Regions from separate parts of the Hordeum vulgare genome. Here region 1 is linked to region 2. A link is a contact called in public Hi-C data. All regions are on one chromosome and are shown on one strand. Each heading gives the region's core, a stretch centred on a gene start, on an enhancer-like site or on the middle of the called end of the contact. The rest is flanking DNA. Distances are from core to core; before and after follow the strand shown. Region 1 holds the start of LOC123395547 (protein LOL2-like). Region 2 holds the start of LOC123395964 (cold-responsive protein kinase 1-like).

Evidence for each region. Hi-C and Micro-C count contacts between places; a contact is called where the count stands out from the background.
Region 1: a Hi-C map of leaf shows a contact between it and region 2, with 3 times the contacts expected there. The contact joins the promoter of LOC123395547 here to the promoter of LOC123395964 in region 2. A contact is called at or near these places in 4 of 6 Hi-C or Micro-C datasets (leaf and seedling).

What each region holds. Positions count from the first base shown.
Region 1 is chr5H:27,577,713-27,584,955 of MorexV3_pseudomolecules_assembly, reverse strand. LOC123395547 (protein LOL2-like) reads right to left here and starts at 4,320. Exons shown (of 7, transcript XM_045090559.1): 1 at 4,072-4,320; 2 at 3,599-3,712; 3 at 1,998-2,120; 4 at 1,447-1,556; 5 at 1,281-1,358; 6 at 1,118-1,189; 7 at 604-1,005. The coding sequence starts at 3,710. The coding sequence ends at 961. It overlaps TRNAM-CAU (a tRNA gene), which reads left to right; the gene lies at 1-84.
Region 2 is chr5H:27,410,234-27,417,283 of MorexV3_pseudomolecules_assembly, reverse strand. LOC123395964 (cold-responsive protein kinase 1-like) reads right to left here and starts at 2,913. Exons shown (of 7, transcript XM_045090984.1): 1 at 2,197-2,913; 2 at 1,390-1,535; 3 at 1,193-1,308; 4 at 726-936; 5 at 395-632; 6 at 152-302. The coding sequence starts at 1,456. It overlaps LOC123395965 (a long non-coding RNA gene), which reads left to right. Exons shown (of 3, transcript XR_006609868.1): 3 at 2,957-3,499.

The DNA of each region.
Region 1 (7,243 bases), core at 3,071-5,570, 170 kb before region 2:
TGGTGGCGCAGTTGGCTAGCGCGTAGGTTTCATAGCTAAACGTGAGTGATCCTGAGGTCGAGAGTTCGAGCCTCTCTCACCCCAATTTTTTTTATTTCCTTGGTGTTTTACGTTCATGAGATTTAAGTACTATTTTATAGTGTTCCATTTTCGTCTCTGTTTATCTTATTTCTTTATGTTATTTTGTCTGAGTTCCTAGTTATTTTTTGTTTAAATTTATGGTCCAAAGTACACAAAACATCAAGGTCGATTTTCAGCTGAGCATTTGCGATAATTAAAAAAACTTTGACTTTCAGACATAACATTTCACTTTTCTCATTATGCATGTGCATTCCTTATTAACAGACCACAACACATATGTCATGTGTAGAGAGAAACATTATTAAGAAAATAAAATTTCAACACCACAACCTGCCCTTTTTTACAGAGCAAACATGACTTGATCATGAGCGATTGCGCTTTATCTTTATCTCTACGGTCCCTTGACCCGGTACAATGTCAGGTACCGTGTATAAATACCCACAACTACAAATACACGTACAGTGCAAACATGTACTTATTCGCTGTAGAGATGTACGTAAATATAATACAGCCTTTCAAGAATTATTCATCACAACAATTACCGTCGTTTTAATTACCAATCACCGACAGGTGGGGCCAGCCACACGCAAAGTTATTTGCTGTTTATTCATCCAGAACGAGAGGCCCCTTCAGGACAGAGAGGATTTGATCACACAGTGAGGTCTGACAGTGCCCACATTTTACATACAAAAGAATCAAGGGGGTAAGCAAAATACAGTTCTTCTCCATATTATCCACACCCGCACCCTCTTTTTTTGTTGGCGCGGTCCATTTCCGCGCTTTGGGTTTTTCTTCTACGCGACCGATCGGTCGATCCCCAGACACGAGTATAATACAAGGTGTTCCCAACTCCAGAGTATAAGACATGACATAGTTTTGCTACTTTTTCCCGCCGGTGGTAACCCCGACTACGACGTTGCTCACCTGCGAAAATGTCAACGGGCGGTGTGAGCAATGCAGGATAGCTTCACCGTGCAACACAAAGTACGAATGCAGACTGATTGGAAGGTGGTAGCAAAGCGCAGAGGCGGCTTACCAGTTTTCCCTTGTCATCTACTGTCATTGGGTTTTCAACGACCACCGTTACATTCTGCGATTGAGTGGACGGCTGACCAATACAGGGGAACATGGAAATTAGAAGAGGTAAATCACCTTGGAATTCACAGCGAATGCTCAAAGGGCTCATGATATGCACATACCGCAGAAGTCGATGGGACACTATAAGAAATTCCGTTTGGTGCATGCATTGTAGCTGGCAAAGGTCTCATGGTGTTCATCTGGGATAAGAAAATAAAATAGATTAAAATCATACGGTTTCACTAAGCATTTGCAGTACAAAGAGATCGAAGGAAGATATTGACATACTCCAATGTTTGTAATAAAATTGCAGATAGCACACTTGACAGAAGATGCTCCGTATGGATACATTAACACCGTCTGGCACTGGCCACAGTTCACATGAGCTATACTATTCACTGCACCATGAGCAGATAGAATTCGTCAAGTGGAGAACGGATAAATAGAACACATGGTAGATACACAAAGGGAGCTTAAACATGCATGAGACATAGGAACAGAGAAGGGAAAACATACTAAAATGTTAGCATAACAACCAGCAATGCACTATACCCCACAAATACTATCTTGTATTTACAGCTTGAGACAATGAAACTGCTGCGATAAACTTACTAGAAAATCAGCCAATTTCAAGCCATACGAAGTTTCTGTTAACATAGCTAGACCTGGGGCAAATGATAATACTTTCCTAAGGTATTGTAGCATCAAGTTGAACTCTCCTGGATTCTTTGTCCGAGTAACCTTTGCTGATTTTATAGAAAAAGATATTCCATTCATGACTACAATTTCAACTTACAAGCTCAAGGATCTACAGAATAATTCGACACATACATCAGTACCTGGCGGTGCTGGTCTGGCAAGGTTGACTGTATCACAGCATGAGCATCTGACAGTAGTTGCATTGCGAGTATACATCAATAAAGTTCGACAGCCGACGCATATAAGCTGAGCCATCTCCATTCCTGCAGAAGAAATTTACTCACTTTTTCATAAGCATGTTAACTAGATATCTGAAGCACCACCAACAAACCAAGAGCGAACAACAGTATGCAGCTACCAGGCCTAGGTAATGGGTAAAAGATTACCCACTGTCCAATTACAAATGTATGGGCCAGGGGTATTCCTCCTTTTAAAAAAAATGCATGGGCTGACCATTTTAATGGACACAACAAAACATGTAAATAATCGCTAAAACACTTGATATATGGTGATAAGGCATAAAAGGTAGAACATTACAATGGAGGATAAAGCTGCCCAGAGAAAGCAAGGAAGAGGCGCCACACATGGCAAAGCAGAATACACACCCAATATACGAGGCGGAGAACATTTAGGGTGTATGATCTCTCTAATGTAAACAACAAGACTGTTTAGGCAATGACAGCTAGATTGGAAGGGCTCTATCAGCTACTAATTTTCGTTAAGATGAACCAATAAGGATTAAACAGAAGACAAATTTGTAAGGGTACTGAGCATAAGTGGGTTGAAAGTAACCACACAAAAGTAGGTAGATGGGTCATATAAGGAAGGGAAAGTTTATCTTTCTGCCACCAGCCACCCAAAATGGGTCATATCAGCATCCTAACCCGCAACTGATACTACCAACATTCAATAGTCAGCTGCCAATATATACATATAAATGTTGGGCCTCTTTGAACTGCAGGAATTAGAGAACGCAGAAACAGGAACAATACAGGACTGAGAGATTTCATGTGATGTGCATTCCTACAGGATCTTAAAGCATAGGGATTTGGAAAGCGGTGCCTTGGGATGCTGCACAGGAAATAAACACTGAAATTTTGGAGGGCTGAAGAGAGAAATAGAAAGAAAGTGCATTATACTGAAAGGAAAAACTAAATGAGGTTTGTGCCTGTGCTAAGATTCCTATGTAACTTAGGGCATAGGAACTCCATGAGATTCCGTCAACCCCAATCCAATGATCTTAAGGACAATTATAGGAAAAATCCCTACGGATTCAAATCCTCCATAATTCCTATGGAAATCCTACAATCCAAATAGGCTCTTAGTAGGAACCTCAATCTTCTCAACCCCATGCCATACTGACCGAATTTAACATTCCTCTGGGGAGTACACCACACAATACATCACTGATCCACCAAACAGTGCGAACCACGATTGATGAATGCGCATGTTAAGCTAGTAGAATCAAACCTAGAAATGGACGGCACATTCCAGGAATCTATCTACTATCTTAGGCTATAAAATTGCTATGTGAGGTTTCGCATAACCTGCTGTAGGATAAATAAATCCTAGTGTGTCCCTCCTTCATTTCCCTACCCATTCATCAGCATCCCACCACTACATATAGCATATAATCCAGAACATTATCAACAAAGTTAAACATAACACGATCTTTTTTGCACTTTTTGTGTTCAGTTTGCACAAACGGGGGAGACCAGAGCCCGGACATCACCATCATTACCTGGAGGCGGCGCGCTGGTGACGGCGTGGCACACCGCGCAGCACACGCTCGGGGCCCCTCTGGGGTAGAGTAGAACGCTCCTGCACCCATGGCACACGATCTGGCTCTGCATGCCTGCAAAAATCCGACCAGGCCCGTCAGGGCGTGGCAGTACAGAGAGTTTTTCACACACCAATCCGATTACGCTCTGCCCGCTGCTCCATCCGAATCCTATCGCCCAGCGCGTATCAGCGCCTTGCTCCATCGCAGGGCCGTCGAAAGATGCTATCAATTAGCACGGGGGATGCTGGAATCGCCATGGAAAGCTCCGATTTTGAGAGGACCCAAATCATGCTGCTACTCCAGCATACATACGCCCCACCCTCTGACCGACCCGGCGTCGATTTCTCCAGGAAAGCAGCGCGATGCGAGTAGCCGCGCCACCGAATCGACGGGGCGGCGAGGGAAAAAAAAACATCGGATTCGACGCTCACCTCGAGAGGAACCGAGCAGACGAGAAATCCCTTTGCAAGAATCGGCTCAGGGAATGAACGGGGGGAACGGTTTTCGCGGGGGGAGGCGAGGCGAGGCGCCACCGATCTAGCTGCACGCGGGGACCTCGAGGCGGTTCTCGCGGAGGGGGGAAATGGCGGAGAAAAACTTATTGACGGGGGGGCAGACAGCGGCGGTTGTGGGGTTGGATTTATTTGGCAGGCGGACGAGAGGTTGGAGACGACGGAGGAGACCGCGTTGCGTTGCGTTGCGTCGCTCTCACTCTTCTCTTCTCTTCTTCTTCCCCTTTCCTTTCGTCACATGTTGCAAGAGTCGTGGGCGACCGTGTCAATGAACCACAGAATTCCCCCCCTTTTTTCTATATATCTCTAATATATACTACGTATATTATTTCCCAGCAGAATTCAACCCCCTGTTTTACCTGGAAATTTCTATGGAGACGTGTGTTTTCACGCATATAGTTCCTCACTTTTCAACTTGTGATCTTGCGGCACATTTCACCTCTTGTTTTAAAACTTCTGTTGAAAAAACATGCATTGATCATGACCTGGCCTTATGACTTCTTTTATTTTCTTGATTGGTTGACTAGACCAAACAGAAGAACTACACCTGGCACGATGACATGAAAGCAGATAACTACTGGACGGACAAGTTCCATACGAAATTCCTAGGATATCTTGTGGCATGGTATAATAGTTCGGTACGATGCATCGATGAAACCAACGCCGACCGACATCTTGGTTGTTACGTTCAAGGGACGTGGTGATGAGGTGCTCAAAGATGTTTACACAAAGGGCACTGAAATATACCATATTTTTCATAATAGTGGGGGAAACATTGAGGTAACCCGAGTGACTTCACACATATTACTAATACTGAGTTTATAAGTACACCTATCATATATCATACTATTAAATTTAAAAGAGAACTATTTTATTATATCTAAAGAGCAATTGGTGGTATTGTTAGTCAAGATATTGATATGCACTCGCATGAGTCTGTTGAATATCGTGACATGCAAAGTTTAAAGACGTTGATTCAAAAGTTGTCTAGTTGAAATTATTCCCTTTCTCATTAAGGGGTGGGAATGGTTATTTTCTTTTCCTAGTGGTATCATTAATTATCTAAAATCTTACAAAGAGTCTTTTATTGCTAAATATTATCCTCTTGCTAAGATTACCCAAATGAGGAACAAAATTATGAACTTTAAATATAACGCCATCATGCTCAATCTTGCGGAATTGTTTTCGGAAAACGGGCTTTAAAAGTACCCTACACATGGACTTGATGACTAGCCTATGTTTCAAACCTTTTGTGGCCTTGATCATATCCCAAGTAACTTGTTAGACACAACTGCACTTGCTTTTTACCAAGACACAAGGGTAATAAAAGCATCTTTTGAATAACACGATGGCAAATTATTTCCATTGACACACCAAAAGAGCTACAATTTTTTGAAAGGATGAATTTTATTTATTTATTTTGTGGGTAAAAGGGGTGAATTTTATTGATGAGATAGAAACTTTAGATGTTAAAGCTGATCTAATTATGTGCATGCTTCCACTAAGGATGTTTATAGCATTAATGATGTCCCTCTTAGTGCTTTAGTTAAGAAAAACAAAGGTCGGGTCAATGTACATTTCATTGCTAGAAATATTAAGCAGCAAACACATATATGAACCACTCCAAAAAATATTATTCTAAGCATCATCCCTCAAGTAATAATAATTACAGTAACATCTACAAGGAACTTGGGAGCATATTCAAATCAATTTCCACTAAAAAGAAAGGGGAAGGGAATTTGGTGTGGGGTTCGAAAAAAAATAATGTGTTGTTCGGAAAAGATGACACACTTGCTAATGAGGTACCTTACATTAAAAATGCATTAAAGAAGACAAAAGGTGATGGTATGGAGACCCTCCAAAGTATGCAAGCCACCATGGATGATAAGAAGTGTGAAACTTAGAAGATGGTAGAAGCTAAAAGAGACCAATATACGCATAGTGGTCTAGGAACAATATATGAAGATGTTAGAGCAACTCTACCAGAACTTCTATATCTAAATAGATATCTTTCGTTAACTTATTTTTCTCAACATGTAAGCATGCCACCTCAACATGCAACATAAATGGGAATATAACCACCTCAATATGCATCCATGCATAGTAAAAAGTCCACCTCAATATGCAAACATGCATGAGAATTTCCTTATTATGCTATTTTATATTTAATAAATATCTGCAACGACACAATAATAAAACATAATAATTTCTAGTTACCATATTGTCTTTAAATATTCTCAATCTCACTAGAATATATTACAATATATTCCCACAACAATTTGCGGGGTATCATCTAGTACCCTCAATTCCCCGACCCGTCAAACATTTGTTGTTATAATGAATGGAGGCAAACAATTCACTCTGGCACATTCCCGAGACCATAAGATTAGGCAAGACACGTAAAACAATTATATATCAAAAGTGAAGACAACGAAGTCGGTTATTAGGTATTTTCAACATGTTGCCTTCTAAAAGCCCGTTAACAGAGATGATTCGTTGGGTTAAATGGGCTAGGTTTAAAAATAGTTGGGCATAAGAACAACATTATCTATCTATATGGCGGGGGAAGATGTTTACGAAGTGGGCACTGAAATGTACCACATTTTTCATGATAGTGGAGGAATCATTGAGGTAAACCTGGTGACTTCACATGTATTACTAATAATGAGTTTTTAAGTACATCATATCTCATACTATTAAATTAAAAATTTAATCATTTTGTAACTTATATCTAACAAACAATTGGTGGTATTGTTAGTCCAGATATTGTTCTACACTTGCATGACTTTGATGAATATTGTGATATGCAAAAGTTTAAAGATGTTGACTCAAAAGTTATCTAGCTGAAATTATTCCCTTTTTCAATAAGGGGTGGGAATGGTTATTTTCTTTTCCATGTGGTAGCACTAATTATCTAAAATCTTACAAAGAGTCCTTTATTGCTAAATATTATCCTCTTGCTAAGATTACCCAAATGAAGAACGAAATTATGAACTTTAAATAAAACGATATCATGCTCAATCTTGGGGAATTGTGTTTGGAAAATGTGCTTTAAAAGTACCCTACACATGGACTTGATGACTAGCCTATG
Region 2 (7,050 bases), core at 1,664-4,163:
GATTCTTATGGTCTAATGTGGAGCATCTTGGATTTATCATAGCTGTATTACGTACTATTGTCCTAGACAGAAAATATTTGTTTTTCCTGATTTTTTTAACTTTCTAAAGAATCATAATTAAGTATATATTGTTATTGAAATTTCTCTTTACCGTTTCTAGGAGGAACTGATCTTGGAGAGGCAATCTGGGGTCAGTGTGCCACCTGCCACTGACAATCTCCAGTAGCAGAACTCCAAAGCTGTAGACATCGGCCTTCTTCGTTAGCTGCCCTCGGATCGCGTATTCCGGTGCCAAATACCCTCTGAGAAATGAACATGTCAACTTGTCTTAATCATACAGTACAGTATATTTGAAAGGTTAAATGAGAACAGCAAAAGGTGTCACTTTGCTTACAATGTTCCTGCAACCCTCGTGCTGATATGCGTCATGTTGCCTGGGAAGAGCTTTGCTAGCCCGAAATCCGATATTTTGGGGCTCAGGTCCTTGTCAAGCAGAATGTTACTGGCCTTGATGTCACGGTGGACGATGTGCGGCCGGATTTCTTCATGCAGATATGCGAGACCGTCAGCGACACCGATGCAGATCTTCACCCTTGTCCTCCAGTCAAACCGGATGCTACTGTGGGCATTGCCTGAAGAACATCATGACAAACCAGGGGTGTGTGAAGAATGAATTTACCAGCGATTCAAAGTTCTGAGGAAAATCGAAATTTGGTTGAGCATACTGAAGAGGGTCCTTGCGAGGCTGTTGTTCTCCAGATAATTGTAGACCAGCATTTTCTGACCTCCATCGACGCAGCAGCCGTGGAGTTTTACAAGGTTGTGGTGGGTTATGCTGGATATGACACTCAGTTCATTCAAGAACTCCCTCGTTCCTTGCTTTGACTCAGAGGAGAGCACCTTGATGGCAACTTTTTGACCATTCTTCAGCTTTCCCTGCATAATTCAGACCAGAGCCTGAGCACTCATGGAACACTAGTGTTTGAATTTTGATAGCTGGTCCAAGTGCTACAATGATGGTAACCACTACGGCAGGAAGAGTATAACCTGCCGCTTTCTAATAATTCAGTATTTTTTTGGAGTGACTGATTGGTGCATACAACATGTTACAGGATAAAGAGATTGTGGTGTTTGAACTTGGAAATGTCAAAGCTTGTATGGTGCAAACTGCCAAACTGGCAACTAAACCTACCAGGTAAACACAGCCGAAAGAACCCTGCCCGAGTTTGTTTCCTGAGCAGAAATTCCTTGTGGCCCTTTTGAGCTCCTTGGAGGAGTATATCTTCACGTTGCCATGGAGTGGTATGTCTGAAAAGAGTAGGATGAATCAGGAGGGTTTTAGGATGCTTCAGAAGAACAAAAGTTAAATGAGATGATATGCAGGTTCACCTATGTCCTGCTGCACGATTTGGCTTCTGGATTTCCTCTTCCACCGGAACAAACGGAAGCAAGCCATTGCGAGAGTATGGGATTTGCTTCTTAGAAGCTTCAGATATTTGTACAGAAGCTCATGCAAAGAGGAGTATTATAAGAACCTGAGGGAAAGAAGATCAGTCAAATGAATTATGCAAGTATCTCAATGGAATTGTTTCCTTTTAATTTCAGCCGTAGAAAAAAAAACTCACTCTTGAATGTCCTACACAAAATGAAGCTAGCTATCCATTTCTAGTTTAGCTACTCCAAGGAGCTAAGCTGGGAAGATGTCCTCTAAGAGAAGAAAACGGCATGGCAGGTAGTGCTCTGCTCACAACTCAAAACAGATAATTCTGGTGTGTTTCTGCCTCTGAGTTGCAGAAGGAAAAGAAAGAAATACACTACACATTACTTACCGGAAAAAATAATGTCAAAATTAAACAAGCTAGTTATAGTTGGTGGACATATAAAGAACTGTGCTTGGACAACAAAATCAACGGAAAAGAAAGTCACTATACAGGGGGGAAACCATTTTCAGCATGACCCCTGAACTTCAAATGTTCAACAGGCAACTGAGATCACTGGAACAGAACCAGATGAACTGATGGTTAAGGAGAAAGCACAAAAATGAAAGGAACTAGAAGCGAACCAAATGTTTTCATGAGGAACAGCCCTGGATGGATTGCAAAACTTAGAACAAGTATATTTCTCAAAACATACCTAGCTAGTCAATTGGGTAGATTCAGCAAAAGGGAGAAAAGGAAACCATGAAACGAAACTCACCCAAGGATTAGGCGCAATTGCTCCGAGGAAAGCCAGGGAAATTGGGTAGATTCAGCAAAGAGGAGAAAAAGAGACCAAGAAACTAAACCCACCCAAGGATTAGGCGCAGTTGCTCGGTGGAAACTCCACTGTGAGGTTCTGCAGTGTGTATGAAGAGCCAAGAGCGTCTGATAAGTCCTGGGTGATGGTGGTATGAGGAGCAGGGCACATGTATCTTCTAGATTTAGGAGCAAAAGGGTGCTGTCCTGTGCTCTCTATATATACTAGTCCAGGCAAAGGACTCAACGGTCCCACTGGGATTGACCTGGCCTGTTCTCACCTTGGAGAGATGAGCTGGTTGCAACTTGGGAAGTAGCAAGGAAAGAATGGCTTGTGCTCAGCTCCCACCACGAAACAAAAAGATGACTAAGGATTGGAAAAAAAATGCTTGTTTTTCTCTTCATCTTGGGCCTATTCTTAATGCCCATGCTCTGCCTTTAGTATTGCTATAGTTGGAGACCGGTCCACGGGTTATTGAGTCATACACCGTGTTCACTGTTCATCAGGCATAAACTAAACACTGTGACTTGAAAAAGACCTGCTGTTTAAGAAAAGACACACATCTAGTTTGTTTCCTAAATAGTCAGTCTTTAGTTTACATTAGTGAGATATATAACAGAAATTTTATGGCACAGTAATTAAGCAAGGTAGGCTCGGTACATGCTTGTCTTTCACCTCATATTGGATTGAGATAACAACTTTTGTGTTTCATGGCACGCAGTGGGAAAGGTTTATGAATGCTCCTGGTTTCCTTCCAGAATGGTGCTTCAGCAACCCTGGCTTTAATTGCAGTTTGACATTCTGGTTTTCTATATTGACGATTCAATGATTGAGACAATATAAAGGTTGAAAAGAGGTTGAGAAGAGCCACCTAACCTCATCTCAAAAGGTATGCGTTGGATCTTGCTACTTTCTGATCATCAAAGTGAGATGTACATTTCACTGTGTATCGGAGAAAGTGATCAGTTGACCCATATGCACAATTCTCCTTCGTCGACTAACGCAGGCCACAAAAATTAACACGGTGGTAAAATTTGGATATCTTTGAGCAGAAATGACACACGTTCTCTGCATTTGTGTGGCTTGTAATAAACAAATGCAGAGAAAAATGAATGCAGGTATTTGGGATAATCATCAACATTAGGTTTACATTACCCGCCTACATTTTTATATAAATGTAATTTAAAAATAAATGTTGTAATCCCTGTGGCCCATATAAAGATTTAATGTATATTAATATCGATCGAACGGAGTACATTGTTCAGTTGAAAAAGGACAAAGTAGATATTCTACTCCCTCCGTTCCTAAATATAAGTCTTTTTAGCGATTTCACTAGGAGACTACATACGGAGCAAAATGAATGAATCTACGCTCTAAAATATGGCTATATACATCCGTATGTAGTCTTATATTGGAACATCTAAAAAGACTTATACTCCCTTCGTCCGGAATTACTTGTCGCATAAATGGATAAAAATGGATGTATTTAGAACTAAAATACATCTAGATACATTCGTTTCTTTGACAAGTATTTTCGGATCGAGGGAGTATTTAGAAACGGAGGGAGTAGTGAATAGTACACTTCAGATTTAGTGGTTGTAGTACCTATGATTTTAGTTACCAGCACTATTTGTTTTTATCCTATGTACAAGGGACGAGGATCCAGTTTTTCCTCCAAAGTAGTAAAAGGAAGAAAATGTCTACTTTCACGCCTCATAGTCATCTATAATTGTCAGCGTCAGTCAGGTGTGATGTTGACAGTTCTGGAGATAACTGTAAGGTTAAAGTAAGTTCAGACTCTTGGCCTTTCCAGGCTATCAAGAGACAACTTGACAACTGCTAATGATCTGACAAGTGGACCTAAGAGATTTTCAACAATTTTCCGGTGTACAGAAAGCACAACAGGATCAGCCATTGACCACATCTGCTGGTAGATCAAGTCATGCTTAGTTCGCTCCCCATCTCATTTATATTATTGCACTGTTGGTCAACATTTTAGTTGTGACCATCATGTAACATTTTTTGTCAACATAGACTTCTTGAGTTCTGTTATGACTTGAGTTTATAAATTCAAGAAGCTCAGTAACTTTATTTCCGAGACATATGTACAGGTCAAGTACATATTTTTGAAACGGAGGGTCAAGTACATGTTATTGCACCGTTGGTCAATATCTCGAGCTGTGGCCATCATGGTGACTTTTTATTGTCGACTCAGACGTTTTGAATCCTAATACAACTTCAGTTGATAAATCCAAGAAGTTCAGTACTTTTATTTCCGATATATGTACAGGCCAAGTACATATTATGGCACCGTTGGTCAACATTGTGAGCTGTGATCATCATGGTAACTTTTTTTTGTCAACACCGAATTTTGAATTCTCACACAGCTTGAGCTGATAAATTCAAGAAGTTCGGTAAGTTTATTTCTGATATATGTACAGGTCAAGTATAATTTATCATTTCAGATTTCAAAGACAAGTAGAGAAGTGTGTCCATCAAATCAGTCTCTCTGCTAGGCAGGCTGACAGCTGTATCAACTAGCAGACTTGTCTAGGTCGAGGATTATCCATCAGAACGGTTCCTCTCAAGCTTTTGAGTTGAATTGTCCCATTCCTTCTCTTGCAAGTCAAGATACGTATTTAGCCTGAACACTGCAAGAGACAAACGCAGCGACCCAGTTTCAGTTCAATTTCCACCGGATAATTCCTGGTCTAGATCATTGCTCTGTTATTTATCCAACAAAAACAATTCAGTCCGAAATCCTTTGGCGATACAATTTCTTTATAATGCGCCGAAACGGTCAAGCACATTCCTTTGTTGTGGGAGCTGAAAGAAATCAAGGCCCTATCTATACAAAGTAAAACCTTGTGTTTGATTGGTTATATTTTGCCAATAAAGTCTTGGAACTGACGGTGTACATAAGAACTATGGTGGTTAATTAATGCATTTCTATGACATTGGACAAATGTGCACGTGATGCTTGCCAACACCCATTCAAATAATCAGGAACAGAACAAGGATATGTCAAATCATTTGCTAGATCAAAGTTGCACACACATGCTGGTGTCATCATGTAATCAAGTCTTCCTTCGGGCTCGGAACCGTGGCAGGAGGATGCTTCAGGCTTGTTGCAAGAAGATGCTTGAGCAAATGCAGCAAGCACATACATCGTGGTCGTCTGACCCGTCGTTAATACTGGTTGGAGTATCATCCTCCATGTCTCCCCGAGTCCCTCTCCAGGGGCAATGGACGATTCACCGGCGACATTTGCTGTCCTGAACAGAACATGCAGCAAAGTCAAGTTGGCCGTGGCCCATGTGGAACTTTGCAAGTACATGTTGTTGCATGCTATGGGTTTCTCTGAAATAACAGCGACTCGGTTCATACATGTACATGAAAAAAGATAAGTAAATAATGGGGAACTAGTTACGATCCTGATGTGACATTACTGCAATGTGATTCTTCCACCAACCATCGTCGGCTCAGATGATTCACCTTTCAGATCCGACCCAGTTGCAGTCGATGATTTGGGTTTCATCCATCCTCTTTACTGCTGCTTTAAATCTCATCTATGCTTGAACTGCTTCTTTACACACCTCTTCCCAGCTCTATCCTAGAATTTGAGCTCAGGCCGGTTCTTGTGAGTTGTGACCTTCGGCACTCAAGCACACATCCGCCATTTCATGTTCGCCTATTTCGCAAAAGATCTTCGGGCGATATGCATCCCAGGTCCCAGATTGGCCTCCTTCATCTGTTTCGTTTCAGTTACAGAATTCACGAAGCTGCATGTAGTACAAAGTTCTTGGATAACTTACGTAAAAAAAAAGTTCTTGGATAACAATCAAGCAACAGACTGTGCATGGCCCTGCACAATCCTTCAACATAAAAAAAAAGAAAGTTCCTCAACCAACACAAGGATCAACCATATCTTAAATTACTAAAAGCATTGTGATGTTGCCAAATCTATTTTTAATACGGAAGAGCTGTTCCAACTCTACAATTCATCAACCAAGACAATGACCCATCACATCACTACAAAATTACTAGTAGTAAGCAATCATGGAGTTTGTAATCATGCAAGACTAATCACCAACCTTCAGAATGCATTTCCACCATAAGCAATGACGACAGCCCACAACAATCTAACACTAGTAGAACGCACGTGCGTTGCCACAGGCCAACAAATGGATCTATCACGAGCCCCTCAACGTCAGCTCTTCAATCATAGCGTTAATACTTCGCTATGTTGTCACGCCAATCCAAATCCGTCTGGTGTTCCCTCCAAGTCTAGAAAATTGTTGATTCCCATCGTACTGCTTGGCTTCAATCTACATTTCCACCCAGCTCAAATTAACATGTGTTTTCTCCAAGTTCTCCAAATTGCCATAGGCATTTCCATCATCCCTAACTTGAATGTCTTCCAACATTCGTCATACACTCCCTCTAAAAGTTCTGTTAAATTAAACAATTTTCCCATATAATTTTGCAATGTACAACAAAAATCCCAAATTGATGCCACACAATTTCCCCATAATTGGTTTAGTTAAAATAGCAATCCGGATGCGATGCTAACAATCTATCACCAGTTTAGTAAATAATATGGCATGAAAACTAAAGCCAAAACTAAGAACGGACTAAATAAATTTGATACTTCAAATAAGCAAAGAAACTAATTTATGTTCTCAATTTAGGTGTCAATTATACCTAAATTGCTTATGCCTTGCAACATGGACGTATGTATTGTTGTGGTTCAACATTAACTGTGTCAAATATATATCTGTGGAAGCATCCACAAGCACATCACATGACATATTT